Regions from separate parts of the Danio rerio genome. Here region 1 is linked to region 2. A link is a contact called in public HiCAR-type data. All regions are on one chromosome and are shown on one strand. Each heading gives the region's core, a stretch centred on a gene start, on an enhancer-like site or on the middle of the called end of the contact. The rest is flanking DNA. Distances are from core to core; before and after follow the strand shown. Region 1 has its middle 37 kb from the start of hivep1. Region 2 holds the start of edn1 (endothelin 1).

Evidence for each region. HiCAR-type assays count read pairs that join an accessible place to other places.
Region 1: a contact with region 2 is called in a HiCAR-type map of caudal fin, with 8 times the contacts expected there. The contact joins the enhancer-like site here to the promoter of edn1 in region 2. A contact is called at or near these places in 5 of 18 Hi-C or Micro-C datasets (caudal fin, embryo and skeletal muscle) and 1 of 4 datasets of contacts at active chromatin or transcription factors (caudal fin).

Annotation. Positions count from the first base shown.
Region 1 is chr19:3,939,564-3,945,125 of GRCz12tu, forward strand. No RefSeq gene overlaps it. Among named protein-coding and RNA genes, the nearest start is that of hivep1, 37 kb to the left of the region's middle. Within about 2 kb of position 2,013, at least 6 of the 62 cell types and tissues checked have an H3K27ac peak or open chromatin away from gene starts, as enhancers often do.
Region 2 is chr19:3,796,433-3,801,738 of GRCz12tu, forward strand. edn1 (endothelin 1) reads right to left here and starts at 1,350. Exons shown (of 5, transcript NM_131519.1): 1 at 1,213-1,350; 2 at 1-85. The coding sequence starts at 1,273.

The DNA.
Region 1 (5,562 bases), core at 763-3,262, 140 kb after region 2:
CCTCAGTCCAAAGACATGCGGAGCAGGTGAATTGGGTAAGCTAAATTAGTCAGTAGTGTATGAGTGTGTATGGATGTTTCCCAGTGATGGTTTGCAGCTGGAAGTGCATCCGCTGCATAAAAAATATGCTGGATAAGTTGGCGATTCATTCCGCCAGGGTGACCCTTGATTAATTAAGGGACTAATCCGACAAGAAAACAAATGAGTAAATTTAAATTGTGAAATTATTAATGTGCTTTTGGCATTTTATAATTTTTATTAAATATTTTTTATAGTGTTTTAGTAATTTCAGTCCTTCACTGTCTGTGCCGTGGAACATATTGCAGTTATTCTTAAATATATATGTTAAAAATAGTACATTTATTTAAATAGACAATTTATAATTTATGTTAAATAAATGAATAAAGGAAACAACAGTACAATAAAAATCTAACAACTAAAAACTTTCCTACAAGAGTACAATAAATGAAACATTTAAAAATAAATAAAACATTTTCTGCTCTTAAAAATGAATGCATGAATGAATATGTGAAAGAAAAAATATCAATTTAAAGCTCTAATATGTCAAAAATATTATATATAATAACTCCTTACATTCAAATAGTCATTTTCTGGGCACTCAAAGCGCTTTATACATTTTTGAGGGGAATCTCCTCATCCACCAGTGTGCAGCTGACCTAGCATTCCCATATGGTCTCCCATCCGGTTACTGACCGAGAGATACCTACCGGCTATATGGCTATATACAGTTGAAGTCAGAATTATTAGCCCCCCTGATTTATTAGCAACCCTGTTTATTTTTCCCCAATTTCTGTTTAATGGAGGGAAGAATGTTTTAGCACATTTCTAAACATAAGAGTTTTGATAACTTATTCCTAATAACTGGTTTATTTTATCTTTGTTATGATGACAGAAAATAATATTTGACTAGATGTTTTTCAGGACACTTCTATACAGCTAAAAGTGACATTTAAAGGCTTAACTAGGTTAATTAGGTTAACTAGGCAGGTTAGGGTAATTAGGCAAGTTATGGTATAACAATGGGTTGTTCTGTAGACTATCGATAAAAAAATAAAGCTTAAAGGGGGTCATAATATTGTCCTTAAAATGGTGTTTAAAAAAATTAAAAACAGCTTTTATTCTAGCCAAAATAAAACAATTAAGACTTTCTCCAGAAGAAAAAAATATTTTAAGACAAACTGTGAAAATTTCCTTGCTCTGTTAAACATAATTTGGGAAATATTTTAAGAAAGAAAAAAAATCATAACATATTATTTCATATTGTTAAGACATAAACAAAACAAAATTACATTCTAATAATAAATATTCTAATAAATCTAAACATCCTAAAAAAATAACATTTAACAACTCAATTTATCAATTCAATTTATCAAAATTCGATAACCTAGACGAGAAGATATGACAAAAAGTAATGACAACAACTGTTGTTGATCATTTAACTCATCTTAATAAAATTTTTTTGCTATATACAGTTTAACTTAACATTTTAGTCCGTCTGATTGATGAAGTTGGGATAACTAAAACATTAAATTGATTCAACTAAAAAATGTAAGGACATTTTTCCGTAGTGTATGCATTATCAAAGCTTATAATCTACAGTATATGTCAACAATTTGTGTCTGAACTATTTCACGAGGCCACTGAGAGCCATAAATCTCATGCACATTTAAAAAGAGTGTCATCTGTGTATCTGAATATCCCTAAGGGAATTAATATATTTATATGACTGCAGACTCATGGAACAACTTCCTGTAAGAGTGTCCAGACCTACGGCATATCCAGCAAAAGCACTCATACAGCAGACACTGACACCATGTTGACTGAAAGTGTTAAAACACACTGGAGAACTGAAGCACAATGCAAACAATATCCGGGAATAAAAGAACTAAATAACACAAGGACAAAAAAAGCGGAGCGATAATCAGCAGGGGACTGAGACTGATTAAATTCCTCCGCCGTGACTCTATTGTACCGTCATGCTGAACTTCCGCAGCTCTGCTCTTAAAGTAATGCTCATTGTGCGCACTTTAAAAAGCATTCAAACAGGGTACAGGCTTCAACACAGGATACTTTGTTCTGGGCTGCTTCTAGTGGATGTTTTTGATGACTTTGATGTGCTCCGGCAGCCAAAATAGAGAGTGGCGTGACGTGGCTGACAAACTGCACAATTGTTGGAGATTTCGCAGGCGTTTTGTTCCATGTTCTTGTTCTGGAAATGGTCTGGAAACACTCATGATTGTTTGCAGTTATCAGCTAAATTCATTTATCACTGGCTCTGTTTCAAAACCCAGTGAGTACACTATATAGTGAAGGATGTACTGCATTTAAGGACATATAGGAGAATTGCACAGTTCCAATACATTTAGTTAATGACTGTTATTGTTGTCTGGGCTCACAATTTATACTCTCACAAATAAAGGTAGAGCTGTCACTGTGGTGGTACTTTTACAACAGGTGCACTTTTTAGGTTCTAATAGTCACACTTAAGGTATTCGTTTGTATTTTTAATGAATTGATTTGACCAACGGAGGTTGGGTTCAGGGTTAAGATTTGGCCGATGAGCTTTGGGTTTAGGGGTTAGAGTAAGGCAAATGAAGGTTGGGTTTAGAGGCTAGGGGTTAAGATTTTCCAATAAAGTTTGGGTTTAGGGGTTAGGATTTGACCAATGAAAGTTGGGTTTAGTGATTAGGATTTAGCCAATGCAGGTTGGGTTTAGGGGTTAGGATTTAGCCAATGAAGGTTGGGTTTAGGGGTTAGGATTTAGCCAATAAGGGTTGGGTTTAGGGGTTAGGATTTAGCCAATGAAGGTTGGGTTTAGGGGTTAAGATTAAGCCAATGAAGGTTGGGTTTAGGGGTTAAGATTAAGCCAATGAAGTTTGGGTTTAGGGGTTAGGATTTAGCCAATGAAGGTTGGGTTTAGGGGTTAGGATTTAGCCAATGAAGGTTGGGTTTAGGGGTTAGGATTTAGCCAATGAAGGTTGGGTTTAGGGGTTAGGATTTAGCCAATGAAGGTTGGGTTTAGTGGTTAGGATTAAGCCAATAAAGGTTAGGTTTAGGGGTTAGGATTTAGCCAATGAAGGTTGGGTTTAGTGGTTAGGATTAAGCCAATGAAGGTTGGGTTTAGGGGTTAGGATTTAGCCAACAAAGGTCGGCATTAGAAGTTAGGGTTAGGATTTGACCAATGAAGGTTAGGTTTAGGGGTTAGGGTTAAGAGTTGGCCAATTACGTTTGGGTTTAGGGGTTAGGGTTTGGCAAATGAAGGTTGGGTTTGGAAGATAGGTTAGGATGAGGATTAGAAGTTAGGGTTAGGATTTGACCAATGAAGGTTGGGTTTAGGGCTTAGGATTTGGCCAATGAAGGTTGTGTTTAGTGATTAGAGTTAGGATTTTGCCAATCGAGGTTGGATTAGGGTTAAAATTTGATCAATAAAGTTTGGATTTAGGGGTTGGGTTAGGGTATGGCCAATGAAGGCTGGGTTTAGGGGTTAGGATTTGGCCAATGAAGGTTGAGTTTAGGGGTTAGGTTTAGTCTTTTACCAATGAAGGCTGGGTTTAGGGGTTAGGATTTGGCCAATAAAGGTTGAGTTTAGGGGTTTGGTTTAGTCTTTTACCAATGTAGGTTGGGTTTAGGGGTTAGGGTTAGGATTTGACCAGTGGAAGTTGGGTTTAGGGTTAGGATTTGAACAATGGAGGTTGGGTTTAGGGGTTAGGGTTAGGATTTGACCAATGGAGGTTGGGTTTAGGGATTAGGGTTAGGATTTGACCAATGTAGGTTGGGTTTAGGGATTAGGATTTGACCAATGGAGGTTGGGTTTAGGGGTTAGGGTTAGGATTTGACCAATGGAGGTTGGGTTTAGGGGTTAGGGTTAGGATTTGACCAATGGAGGTTGGGTTTAGGGATTAGGGTTAGGATTTGACCAATGGAGGTTGGGTTTAGGGATTATTGTTAGGATTTGACCAATGGAGGATGGGTTTAGGGGTTAGGTAGGGTTTAGGGGTTAGGATTTGACCAATGGAGGTTGGGTTTAGGGGTTAGGGTTAGGATTTGACCAATGGAGGTTGGTTTTAGGGGTTAGGATTTGACCAATTAAGGTTGGGTGTAGGGGTGGGTTTTGAGGGCTCCCCTCCTTTTAAAATTTGTAAATTTTTTATATGCATGAATCATTTAAAATCGTAGCAATTAGCCACTTTTCTGATATTACTCAAAATTGTTGCATTTCCTTGCGAGATCAAGCTGGTATTTTCCTGCAGTGCATATCAGCTCTCTGAACAATTAAAATTAAATGCATAAATCTTAAATAGAAGGCTACTTTTTTCTCTTCATTTTTTGTTTATGTACATGCAGTGTGTTCCAATTACTGCCTTCTAAATTATCCACTTGTTTGAACAGTGAAGGAGCAGACAGTTCTGGAACAGAGCCAGAATCAACCATGTGGCACAACCTCACTTCCTGTATCCTCTGGCTGCATGTGTTCATCTGCTTCATGCCCATTTTTAAGTATTTCAACCATATTTAGTACTAAAAGAATGGCTCCGAAAATAGTGTACTGGCGCCCCGTGAGTGTCTCCAGGAGGGTGTTTCCCGTCGGCAGGTGGCGAGGGTGTCTGAATCTGCACGTCCACTGCAGTGTGCCCCCTCACAGCACAGCCTGAAGGAGATAAAAGCCTCTGTATGGAGAACAAATGAACCTTAAAGCAATAAATGCACTTTATATTTCTGCAGCCAGTGACTTATAAAAGGCCAAGGAGTCGGTCTGACCTCTATTGTGATCTTACAATAATTGACATTGTACTGTTCAGCACAAACCAGCCAAAAAGATAAAATGCCAGCCAAGACTGTAAGAAAACCAGACAGTGTCCAGACATCGAGTCGAGATTTGATGACAGTCTATCAAAACACACTAAAATAAATAGGTTTTTTAATGAGAGAAAGCCAACTGGGTTTTACTCCTTTTCAGGGTTAACAACAGTGATATTTTATTCAGCAAAAAAAAAAAATTATGAACCTAAATGAACACTAAAGACACTGTAGGAATAGTTGAATTAAAAAAAAAAAAGATAAATAAAGAATTATAATTGTGATGCCATTCATTTTGCTTTACCATCACAGCAATTTATTTGTTTTAAATGGCATAATAATATCTCAAAAAATTACTGTTTTCAGTTTTTGATCAAATAAATGCAACCTTGGAACATTTTGAAACATCTTTCAAAGGGCACCTAGTGTTTTGCGTCTCCAGAATGTGTCTGTAAAGTTTCAGCTCAAAACACCCATCAGATTTTTCATTATACCTTTTACAAGATCCTTTTTTCGACATTTTTCCACCAGGGGGCCGTTTAGTCGTACTGCGCCTTTAAGGCTAGTCTGCCCCGCCCACCGTTTCTATGTGCTTTTCTGCGTGCATTAATCTCCTCCCTCAGCTGCGTCAGACAACAGACAGACAGACTTAGGAAGAAGATCTCACGTAGCGTTTGTGAGAAATACTAGAGTAAGAACTTTACCAATGAGTATTTGTTGTGGAGATGCATTGATGAGTCACAC
Region 2 (5,306 bases), core at 100-2,599:
TTATCCAGAAAACTTGCGCAGGAGCATCTCTTATTCCTGGAGTGACGTGCTGGTGCTGTGCCTGGACCCAAAGATGCTGGAGCACCTAATTAATCATAAAGGTACATTCAATTTATTAGCTTTTCTACATATTAAAAACACTTTGCATGATTGACTAGAGATGATTGAATTTGTCGCGCTTAATTAAAAATGACATTGATGCACAATTCATAGTCTAAAAGAATAGTAAAGGTTTATCTTCAATGTGTTTGGAGCTTGTTTTTATAAAGAGCTTACTGAGATATTACACTTTTTATGTTTGTATCTTGACATATTGCAGTTTTTAAGACTTATGTAGACTTTAAAACTAATTATGAGGCTGTTTAAACCATATTACCACAATATATAGATACATATTATAGATTTACATAGATATTAAGTATTGAGGAAACTATTTATAAAGCTGTTTATATCATATAACCACAATATATAGATACATAATAAAGATATGGAGTGTTAAGGAAACTTTATAAAGCTGTTTAAATTGTATTTCCACAATATATAGATAAATAATATATATTTATATAGATTTAGAGTATTGTGGAAACTATTTATAAGGCTGTTTAAATCATATTACCACAATATATAGATACATAATATAGATTTATATAGATGTAGAGTATTAAGGAATCTATTTATAAAGCTGTTTAAACCAGATTACCACAATATATAGATTTATATAGATAAAGTTTAGAGGAAACTATTTATAAAGCTGTGTAAATCATATTACCACAATAAATATGTATATATATATATATATATATATATATATATATATATATATATATATATATATATATATATATATATATATTTATATATATATATATCAATAAAATAGGTTTATATAACTATAGAGTACTGAAGAAAAGATTTATAAAGCTGTTTAAACTATGTAACCATAATATACAGATCAATAATATAGCTTTATATAGATGTTGAGTATTGAGGAAACTATTTATAAAGCTGTTTAAACCTGGTTACCATAATATATAGATCAATAATATAGATTTATATAGATATAGAGCATTTGGGAAACTATTTATAAAGCTGTTTAAATCAAATTACTACTGAAAGGAAACTATTTATAAAGCTATTTAAATATTATCACAATATATAAATGTGTATATATATATATATATATATATATATATATATTTTTTAAATACATACCAAAGTCAAAAAATCCAGATGTCAGCATGGTCAGAACTGGGAAAATAATCCTCAAATGCATTGTTTTGTAGTATGCAAGTCCCGTATTCCAGTAGTAGTCCAGTAAAACAGCTGAAGAGTTTTGCTCTAATAAGCTGCAGTGTTTATTGTGGAGTCTCGAGCTCAGTCTTGTGCAGGAGCACTTATATACGCGCGCTCACGCCTCCCGCCCGCGCGAAAACAATACTGTTTGTTAATAGTCAGCTACAGGCAGCGTGTGGAGCGAGATAAGAAGTTTTTGTATTCCTGAGATTCCAGCGGGATGGAGACGCCGGGCGGCCGTTTGGTGCCAAGTTTTTACGGTTTGTAAGGTGTCTTCAAGTGGTACAGTTTTCATACAGGACGACAGAGGGCGCGAGAGTAGCGCGGACAGACAGAAACAAGGACTTCGAGACTCCCAACGACGATTGCAACATATCAGGATTAATGTGAGTAATACATGTAACGAGTATCATAAAAGTGTATTGGCTATATATAAAATAATGACATGAAAACAAAACCTATTCACTTGAAGGTTAAATATACAGTTGAGGTCTGAATTATTAGCCCCCCTGTATTTCCCCCCAATTTCTGTTCAACGGAAAGACATGTCTAAACATAATAGTTTTAATAACTCATTTCTAAAAATTTTTTATTATATATTTGCCATGATGACAGTAAATAATATTTTACTACGTATTTTTCATGCTAGTATTCCGCTTTTGACGGCTTAACTAGGTTAAGGGTCAGGCTAGTTAAACACCATGTGAGTGAGTGAAAACCTCCACAGATATTCTGACTCTGATTGGGTGTCATTTTTTCTCTCTCTCTCTCTCTCTTGAGTACATACTATTTGACTAGATATTTTTCAAGATACTAGTATGCTTAAAGTGACATTTAAAGACGTATCTAGGTTAAATAGATAAGTTAGGGTAATTAGGCAAGTCATTGTAGTTTGTTCTGTAGATCGGAAAGAGGGCTGACTTGCTTAAGAGGGCTAATAATATTGACCTAAAATATTTTTTAAAAGTGCTTTCATTCTGACCAAAATAAAACACAATAGACTTTCTCCAGAAGAAGAAGAAGAAAAAAAAAGGAAATAATGTGAAAAATGTCTTGCTGTGTTAAACATCATGGGGACAAAAAAAAAAAAAAATCACAGGAGGGCTGATAATTTTAACTATATATGCTCCTCTTTTAACATTTATGCATAATATTTGTATATAGTTTGTATGCGTATAGTTGTATACACACACACACACACACACACATATATATATATATATATATATATATATATATATATATATATATATATATATGTATGTATGTATGTATGTATGTATGTGTATATAGATATGTGTGTGTGTGTGTGTGTGCTTTCTAACTGCTTTCTAATTGTATGTAGTTTCGAATTAAATTATTAATCTAGTCATTATTGCTTTTATTACTATTACCATTAATAATAATAATAGTAACAACAATATTAATTAATAATAAAGTGATCTCTGAAGACTGGAGAAATGAAGCTGAAAATTCATCTTTGAAATGACTGGAATAATTTATTAAAATAGTTATTTTATAGTGCAATAACATTTCACAATTGTACAATTTGTTCTGTATTTTTAAAGAAATAAATGCAACCTTGGTATGCAGGAGAAGCTTATTTTAAAACATTAAAAAATCCCACTGACCCCAAATATATATATATATATATATATATATATATATATATATATATATATATATATAAAATCGTAATGTTTATATATGTATTTATAAAAATGTCTTATAAAGTATCATAAAAAGTGTAGGCTACAAATTATTATTTTTTAATTAAAGTGAAAACAAAATGTCTTAAGTCGTTCAATACAGGTTAATGTAAAGTTCTTTGGACAGTTTTTTTCTATCAGGTAGCTAAAGCAGGGTCCTGTGTTTAGGTTCAGTAATTAGAGAGTTATTGAAATGCCTTATTTTTGTGCCATTTAACCTAAAGATGGGGACTCTAATAAAGGCATTCATTAATAAAAGTCCTTTGAATTTATATGAAAAATATAAATGAAAACATTTGGAAAAATAAGGGTTTTGTGATGTTTTGAAATAAACATTACCTGGTAACATTACATACATACAGAAAAAACACTCATCTACAAACTATAAACACCATCTGTTGATTTGATAATCGAGATTTTTATCAGAAAATTTAGCTCCTGGTAAATTTCTGCCGGGACTTTTTTTTTTTTTTTTACAGTAAAGAAACATGCTTTTTTTTTGTGGAGATCTTGATACGATGAAAAATGGTTTTTAAATGTTAAACTTTAATACAACTTCATTTTCATCTAAGTATTTTGAAAATACTTTATTATTATTTTTTTCAATTACTGAATACCAATAATAGCTGATCATAATAGATCAGTTCTGATGATCCATGTAATTTTGAGGACTGGAGTAATGATGCTTGAAGTACAGAAATAAATGACTATTATGCTTTGAGACTCCAGGATAAAGCCTCCACTATGAAAAAAATTTAATTGAAACGTGAAAACAAAACATATTGTCGCTCAACGAACATTAAATACATGAAACTTTCTTCTGACATTTTTTATTTTATCAGGTAGTTTCATCAGGGTCCTGTGTTAGGTTCATTGATTTTACGTGAATGGGAATGAAAAGGTTATTAGTGAGTTATTGAATGCCTTATTTTCATGACATTTAAGTAAAATTACTGAATCTAAAGACAGGACCCTGGTAAAAAAAACAAAAAACAAAGAAATATTCATTTAAAAGAAAAAAAAAAAAGTCACGTACCGTAGGCTTATTCCATCTGAACGGTACTCCGTCTGAAATAATAACTTATAGAATGTCTGAAATAAAAAAATAAAGCTTTTTGTAATGTTTTGAAAGAAGTAAATTACATTTTAATATATAGTCAAAAATAGGTTTTAATCATTTGAAATATTCTGTCGGCCCATTAGTAAACACCATCTGTTCAATTGGAAATGAAGGTTTTTAAAAGAATTGGTAGTTAATTTTCTGCCAGGACTTTTTGTTTATAACATTTTTTAGATCTAAGATCTTAGATTTTTTAATCTAGGCATGTGCATTATTAAAATGATAAAGCTTTATCTTTTTACTTTGTAAATTTTATTTGTATTCAGTGTCTGTTCACTTTTTTTTTATTATAAGAGGTTTGCACAAGAGATAATATAAACTTTCCTTTGATCTACACTAAAAGTTTCTGCTGAAACTATTAGACTACTAAAACAAAACTGAAACTAAATTTATAAAGTCTAAAATAAAAAAAAATAAAAAACTTCAATAAAACAAACTAAAACCAAATGAAACTGAAAGCCAAATTTTTAAATAATATTGAAATTAAAACATTTTATAAATAATTGTATTTGTTATGATAACAAATGTTCTTTTATTGTTAGATCATGCACAATCTAAAGTCCATTTATATGTCTTTATTCTGTGTTGCTTTCAGTTTTCAGTGAAACCACACCAAAGTTTGTTTAGAATCTTTTAGGGGTCTTCCTCAGCTTGTTTGCGGCGCACCAGTTTATATACATCTATGTTTACACAAATCAATTTTAAAGTGGATCAAAACCTTCAATTAAAGTTGACCTAAAACCAAAATGTGCATCCGTTCTTGTTGTAGGATGTCTTTTTTTTTTATCCACTTCAAACGTTGACTACTGTACGCTTATTCAGATCTGCCACACTAGCAAAGCAATCGCACCAGAGGTCTTTACATCAAACCTTTTTGTCAAGTGCAAACACAGAATCATTTCTCTAATGTTCAACTTTTATGGGTTTCCCTAAATGTGATGCTCGCAGCAGTTTAGAAACTTTAGCCTTCAGCTCTTTCTGTACCTGCCCAACGGAAAACCCTGTTAATGGAAACTCACGCCAGCTTATGCTCACACCCGGCTACCCTCCACCCGCTCTAAAAATTTGGATTAAACATTACAGCGCAAAGATTCCACACACGTAGTCTTGTTCATGCTTGCTCATTTTAGGAGAGAGAATTTAGGACAACAATAAAATCAATCAATTAAGATCAGATGAATACG